Linked DNA regions of Pan troglodytes: region 1 is linked to region 2. The links are chromatin contacts, called in public HiChIP or PLAC-seq maps. All regions are on one chromosome and are shown on one strand. Each heading gives the region's core, a stretch centred on a gene start, on an enhancer-like site or on the middle of the called end of the contact. The rest is flanking DNA. Distances are from core to core; before and after follow the strand shown. Region 1 holds the start of NAV3 (neuron navigator 3). Region 2 holds the start of E2F7 (E2F transcription factor 7).

Region 1 (2,974 bases), core at 51-2,550, 250 kb before region 2:
TAGAATAAGGCCAGATTTTTTTTCAAAGCTACATTTATTTATACCCATGGCTTATGTGGGTTTAAAACATATGCAGCCCTTACAATACATGTCATACTTGGAGCACGGAAGCTAGCTGCAGAACTGATTCTGACATACAGGCGCCTAGCTTAGAATGCATTTCTGTGGAATTCAGGGAGATCAATAGACTCGGGAAACAAATATGTTGATGGATGAGGACGGGTCTGAAAACGACCAGGTTGAGGTGACCACGCTGCAGGTTTCACAGCTATTCCACGTTGGTAGAACGAAAGGGTTACACACGATTCCCCTTTCTTTAAAAGGGAAAGGAAAAAAAGGAAATGAGGGGAGAAAAAAAGAGGAAATGGAAGGAAGAGAATGAAGCGAGTGGTGAGTAAAGGAAGAAAGAAATGAGGACGGGGAAAGAGAAAGAGAGAATCCCGAAGAGGGGCGGGGGAGTGGGAAGGATAGCTATGATGTATGGACGCTCACCAGCCACCAGCCAAGCGCTCCATCACCCCCAAGCCTGCATCCCTCCCTCACTCGTCTGGAGACCTCGGGTTCCTCCGCCCTGGCGCTGACAGCCCTCCCCGTGACCCCGGCGCAGGCCACGCCGAGATGCCCAAAGTGGCCCACCGCAGCCAGCCCATCCGAACCCGCCACTCCCAGGACCGCGCTGGCCACCCCCATCCCCGACGTCCCCCCGCACCCCCATCAGTAGTGTCAGGGGAAAAGCCGAGAAGAGTGCAGCGAAGAGGAAAAAAATAAAGAAGGGGAGGGGGCGGGGGAGACGACCAAAAACAATTTTTAAAAATAATCTCATCATGGGTCCTGGAGAAGCAGCAGGGAGGAGACCCGTGACAGGCACCTGGAAACGAACACGCTGTTGCAAATACCCCGGGCTCCGTTGGGCTGGGCGATTTTCCACAAAAGGAACTTTGCAAGGAGCGCAGCGGTTTGCAATGGAAGAGGAGGAGATCGCAGCGTTACCTGGCCGAGGTCTTGCCGGCGGGCCGCGGAAATCCTCAGGTTTGCGATTTTGAGCCACTTGATCAGGTTACTATGGAAATCGTCTTAAGGAGATGGAGAAAAAAAAGAAAAACCAACCGAGGCACATCCTTGTCACCCAGAAAGAAACTGCTCGGGCCGCTGAGAGCGGGTGCGGGACCGGGCGCGGGACCGGGCGCGGCGCCTCTCCCGGCCCGGCTCGCTCTTTCTTCCCTCCTCGGCCGGGCCGCGCCTCCCCGCCCCGCGCCGCCGCCACCTAGCAGCCCGCGGGCCGAGCCGAGCTCTCCGCGGCGCGCAGCCGGGAGCGAAAGCGCGAGCTCGCTCTCAGCCTCCAGCCGGCCTGGGCGGCGAGTGGCGCTGTTTCCCAGCCGCGCAGCTGGAATTTAAAGAGACAGGCGCGTCGCGGGGTCTGGGCCCTTGCCCAGGAGAGGAGCCCACGGGAGGCCCACCGTCTTGGAACCGCGCGGGATGGACGGAGCGGGCCCTGCGAGAAAAGTTTCCTGCGGGAACGGCGGGAGGAGCGCCTGAGGACCAGCCTCAGCTTCCTCTCCAGAATGCAGAACACAGGCTGCAAGGAGAGTAAGAGGGATTTTTTTTCCTCCCTTAGAGACTAAGGGGGAAATGATTTGTATGCTCAACAAGTCTTGCATCTATTTTCAGCTGCTCTAGTTTCCGTCCATGAACACCGACTTATTTTCATTGAAAGCACACCTACAAACGGGGGATGGGCTGGGGGGTGGGTCACTCTTCATTTTATGTCCTACGAAGCAGAGAGGCATGGGTTTAGAGGAAGGTGGTGATGGGAAGATATAGCTGTCAAATATCTGGGATTTTTTTTTCTCTTCCTCTCTCAGCCAAAGAAGCGTCTCCTTTTCTCTCCCCTCACTCCGAATCCTGTAGGATAGACTTGAAGGTCTATTGAACCTTTACTCCAGGATTATCCACAGGCTCACCTGCCCGCCTACTGGCACCTTTTCTCTACAGCTAGGAAGGCAGGTCTACTTCTGTTGCTGAGAAGAAGCAAGATCCAGCAGAAAGAGGAGTCTAGCCTGGCCCTTTTCTATTCCTAGCTGAAAAACAGCTTTCAGTGGGCAGGTCTCTCACCGTTTCACTGTTACAAATAAGGCTCAGATCTCAACTGCTGACACGCAACCCAAACAGGATGTGCAGACCAATTCACATGGTTTGAGACCACCACATATTTGGAGAACCTGAGGAATTACGATGCAATCCATTTATTTTTCTGTCCTAACCATCACCTTTCATGCATTATATTACTAAACAGTCTCTGAAGTACTAGTTCAACTTGAATCCCTCCCCTGGAGAAGAGGTAGTAAGGGGACTCTCCTTATGGTCTTGTCTAGATCAACCAAACCGATTCCAGAGTCACTCTGGCATACAGTAGTAGACGCTCCATACATATGGATGGCATTATCAGAAAAAAAAAGTGAATCTAGATTACCAACACCTTGTGGGCAGGATTCATAGAGTATTCTGTGTTCTATCTTAGACTATACATTTTTATGAGCCCTACACATAGGAAGGATGCTACATTTTAACTCAAGTGTCTTAAGCTTCTTTCCTGTATCTCCCTACCAACTTAACCTCCAGTCCTCTCACCTCCACCACGCTTCCTTCATGTTGCTCTTCCATCTTGCTTGCAGAGCAAGCCTTCCAAATAAATATTATGAGTCTTATATAAAATCTTTATATATATCCCCATTTCCTTCAGGAAAGTGACCACATTTCTTGTTAGGGCATAGAACAGTTTCTTAGCCCCTTTGTGCTGCCATTACAAAATACCTGATACTGGTTAACTTATAAACAACAGAAACTTATTTCTCACAATTGTGGAGGCTGAGAAGTCCAAGACCAAGAGGCTGGCAGGTTCTGTTTCTGGTGAGAACCCAGTCCCTGCTTCCAACACTGTGTCCTTACATGGACAAAGGGTAAAAGGGCCAAGGCT
Region 2 (2,744 bases), core at 191-2,690:
GGTGGAGGTTTCAGTGAGCCGAGATCGGGCCACTACACTCTAGCCTGGGTGACAGTGCAAGACTCCGTCTCCAAAAATAAAATAAAATAAAAATATTTGGAGGGTAAGTGGTGAAGAATGGAGTCTTGGTATAGAAAGGAAAATGACACCTTTGCTGTAAAGTATATGGGGGGTAGGGACATGTCTGTACATTTAAGAATGTCTGATGCTTTAAGAAGGCTGTCTCACATTTCATTTGAGGGATATCTTACAAAATACTTGACCAATACTACTCAAAAATGTCCAGGTATCAAAAATGAGGAAAGTATGAGAAACTGTCATAGCCAAGAGGAGCCTAGAGACATAGGAACTAAAGGTAATGTGGTATCCTGAACAGAAAAAAGGGCCATTAGGAAAAAATTAAGTAAATCTGAATAAAGTAATGACTTGAGCTCAGAAGAATGTACCAATATTAGATCATTAATTTAAAAAAATATTCTATACTAACACAAAATGTTAATAGTGGGTGAAATTGGGTGCTGAATATATGGGAATTCTTGGTACTATCTCAATTTTTCTGTAAATTGAAAACTTCTAAACAATAAAGTCTATTTTGTAAAAAGTCTATCTCTACCAACATTCATATTTTAAACAAGAAACTGTAGGATGAAAGAAGTGAAACATTTAATACAGATCAGTGGTGTTGAGGAAATTTTCTAGACTGTCTCCCAGAATGCTAGTCCCTATTGCAAAGAACTACTTTTTTATATAAAGCTTTTTCCCTCCTAATTATTTGCAATTTGCTGAAAAGGGAACACCAAAAAACATTTCCGGATTTGCCACACACACAAAACAAACAAACAAACAAAAGTTAGAAAAACTTCTGGTTTGGCTTCCAGTCTTGTCTCCAGGGCTAACTGGCGTGCCATCTGCTCGCAGCAGAGCGGTAACCATGTGTCACACCAGCGTGCGATGTTAAGAAGTTTGCCCCGGCAAGTCTGGACAACTCCGCTTCCGCACAGGTTGCTGAGGGCGGGCGGGGATGGCGGCAGCAGCATCCAGAGGGTGTAGATCGTTCTTCCAAACCCCATCTGCTTTCCTCTCCTCTGGCTGTGCCCGGGGTCCCCGGGCGCGGCAAGCCGCGGGGACGTGCGCGGGTCTTCTATGCATAACAAAAGAGCCCTCCTCCTCCTCCTCTTCCTTCTCCCGCCGCCCCGCGCCGCCCCCACCTTGGCTTCCCGCGGCCGCCGGGGCCCGCGTCCCCAGCAGGAATTGGCTCCCGGGCCCGAGGTTTCCAGGTACCCGGAAGGGGGAGGGGGCCGAGGCGGCAACAATTGGGCGGGTGAGGGCAAAACGCGCGGCTCGGAGCGCCAAGACTCCGAGGGGCGGTGAGCCCGGGCCGTGCCGCCGCACGATTGGCCGGGGCCGCCCCGCCGGCCGCCGCTGATTGGTGGATTCTCAAATTCGGTCTCAAGGCGCCAGAGGAGGTGTTTTAGCGGGGACTACGATCCAGGCTGGAGTTGCGCTCGGCCGGTCTGAGCGCTGGCGCTGCCCGGACGCCACGGGGTCCCCGCCAGCCCAGGGCACTCGGCGCGGGGATCTGCGCGCCTCGCTCTCCCTTCCCGATGCCGCCGCCCGGCTGCTGATCGCCGCACCACCTTCCCTCATCGGCTTGGGTCCGTGGAGGTCCCTGCAGAGGCAGGAAGCCTCCTTAGGAAAGCAGGGGTAAGCGTGCGTCCCCAGCGCCAGTGGGGAGGCGGGAATTGGGATACAGGGCCCACTCCCGCCCCGGCTGCCAGCCTGCCACTCCTGACGTCCCCCGGCTGGCGAGGGCTCGAGATGTTTCTGCCGGGGAACCCGGTGCGCAGAGGGTGTGCCGGGTGCAGCTCTCACTCCGGCCCGGCAGTAGAGGGGATTTGCCCTTCCCCACAACTTGGAGCTTTCATTGGAGAAGTTTATTTGGGGGATCTGCTTGGAGGCCTGGGAAGGGGCTGCGCTCAGCGCTGAGTGGGTTTGGTCTAGCGATCGGGTTTCCTTCCCCCGATTCAAAACCCCTCAAAGCCGAATTCCTCTCAGTTCTTTGCGCCAAAATTAACTGACCTGGGAGACCCTGTACTTTTCTGACAGATTTGCCCAACACCCTTCCGACTTGGTAACTTTATTTTGCCATCTAGCTTTTCATAAGGAGTTACTATTTTTGTAGATTTTTTTCTTCCCAGATTTTCAGTATTACTAAGCACACTTTAGGTGTTTGAGTTTGTTCGCGTGAGTTTTAGAAAGTTGAGGGTGGCTACAACTCCTGGAAATGCCCAGGATGTGCTTAGAGAAGGAGGAATTTCATATTGACAAACAAGGAACACATATGTAGATATTTTTGTTTGAGGAAAAAATACCTAATTGCAAAATCATTTTCTAGTGTAATTGTGCATTACAGATGGAGGTAAATTGTTTAACACTAAAAGACCTGATCAGCCCCAGGCAGCCCAGACTAGATTTTGCAGTTGAAGATGGGGAAAATGCACAAAAGGTAAGCAAACATAAACACCTTAGTTTCTAATATATTAAGGATGGTGATGTTGAATTCAATTAAGTGTTCCAACATGCCATTTGTATTTGTATTTAAGCATAATAATTAATATTGATAAACATTATAGAAACATTCTTTTTTAAAACTAGAGCCATCCAAACCATTATTGTTGGAATTCTACTCTCAGATATAGTGGGAAAAATAGGCAAGGTTACATGTAATGTTGTAACCAATTTAT

What was found. HiChIP or PLAC-seq counts read pairs in DNA pulled down with a chosen protein or histone mark.
Region 1: a contact with region 2 is called in an H3K4me3 HiChIP or PLAC-seq map of stem cell-derived excitatory neurons, with 5 times the contacts expected there. The contact joins the promoter of NAV3 here to the promoter of E2F7 in region 2. A contact is called at or near these places in 1 of 7 Hi-C or Micro-C datasets (stem cell-derived neural progenitor cells) and 1 of 1 datasets of contacts at active chromatin or transcription factors (stem cell-derived excitatory neurons).

The regions. Positions count from the first base shown.
Region 1 is chr10:84,096,222-84,099,195 of NHGRI_mPanTro3-v2.0_pri, reverse strand. It overlaps NAV3 (neuron navigator 3), which reads right to left and starts at 1,300. Exons shown (of 40, transcript XM_016923897.4): 1 at 991-1,300.
Region 2 is chr10:83,844,026-83,846,769 of NHGRI_mPanTro3-v2.0_pri, reverse strand. It overlaps E2F7 (E2F transcription factor 7), which reads left to right and starts at 1,440. Exons shown (of 13, transcript XM_001161983.7): 1 at 1,440-1,704; 2 at 2,414-2,506. The coding sequence starts at 2,414.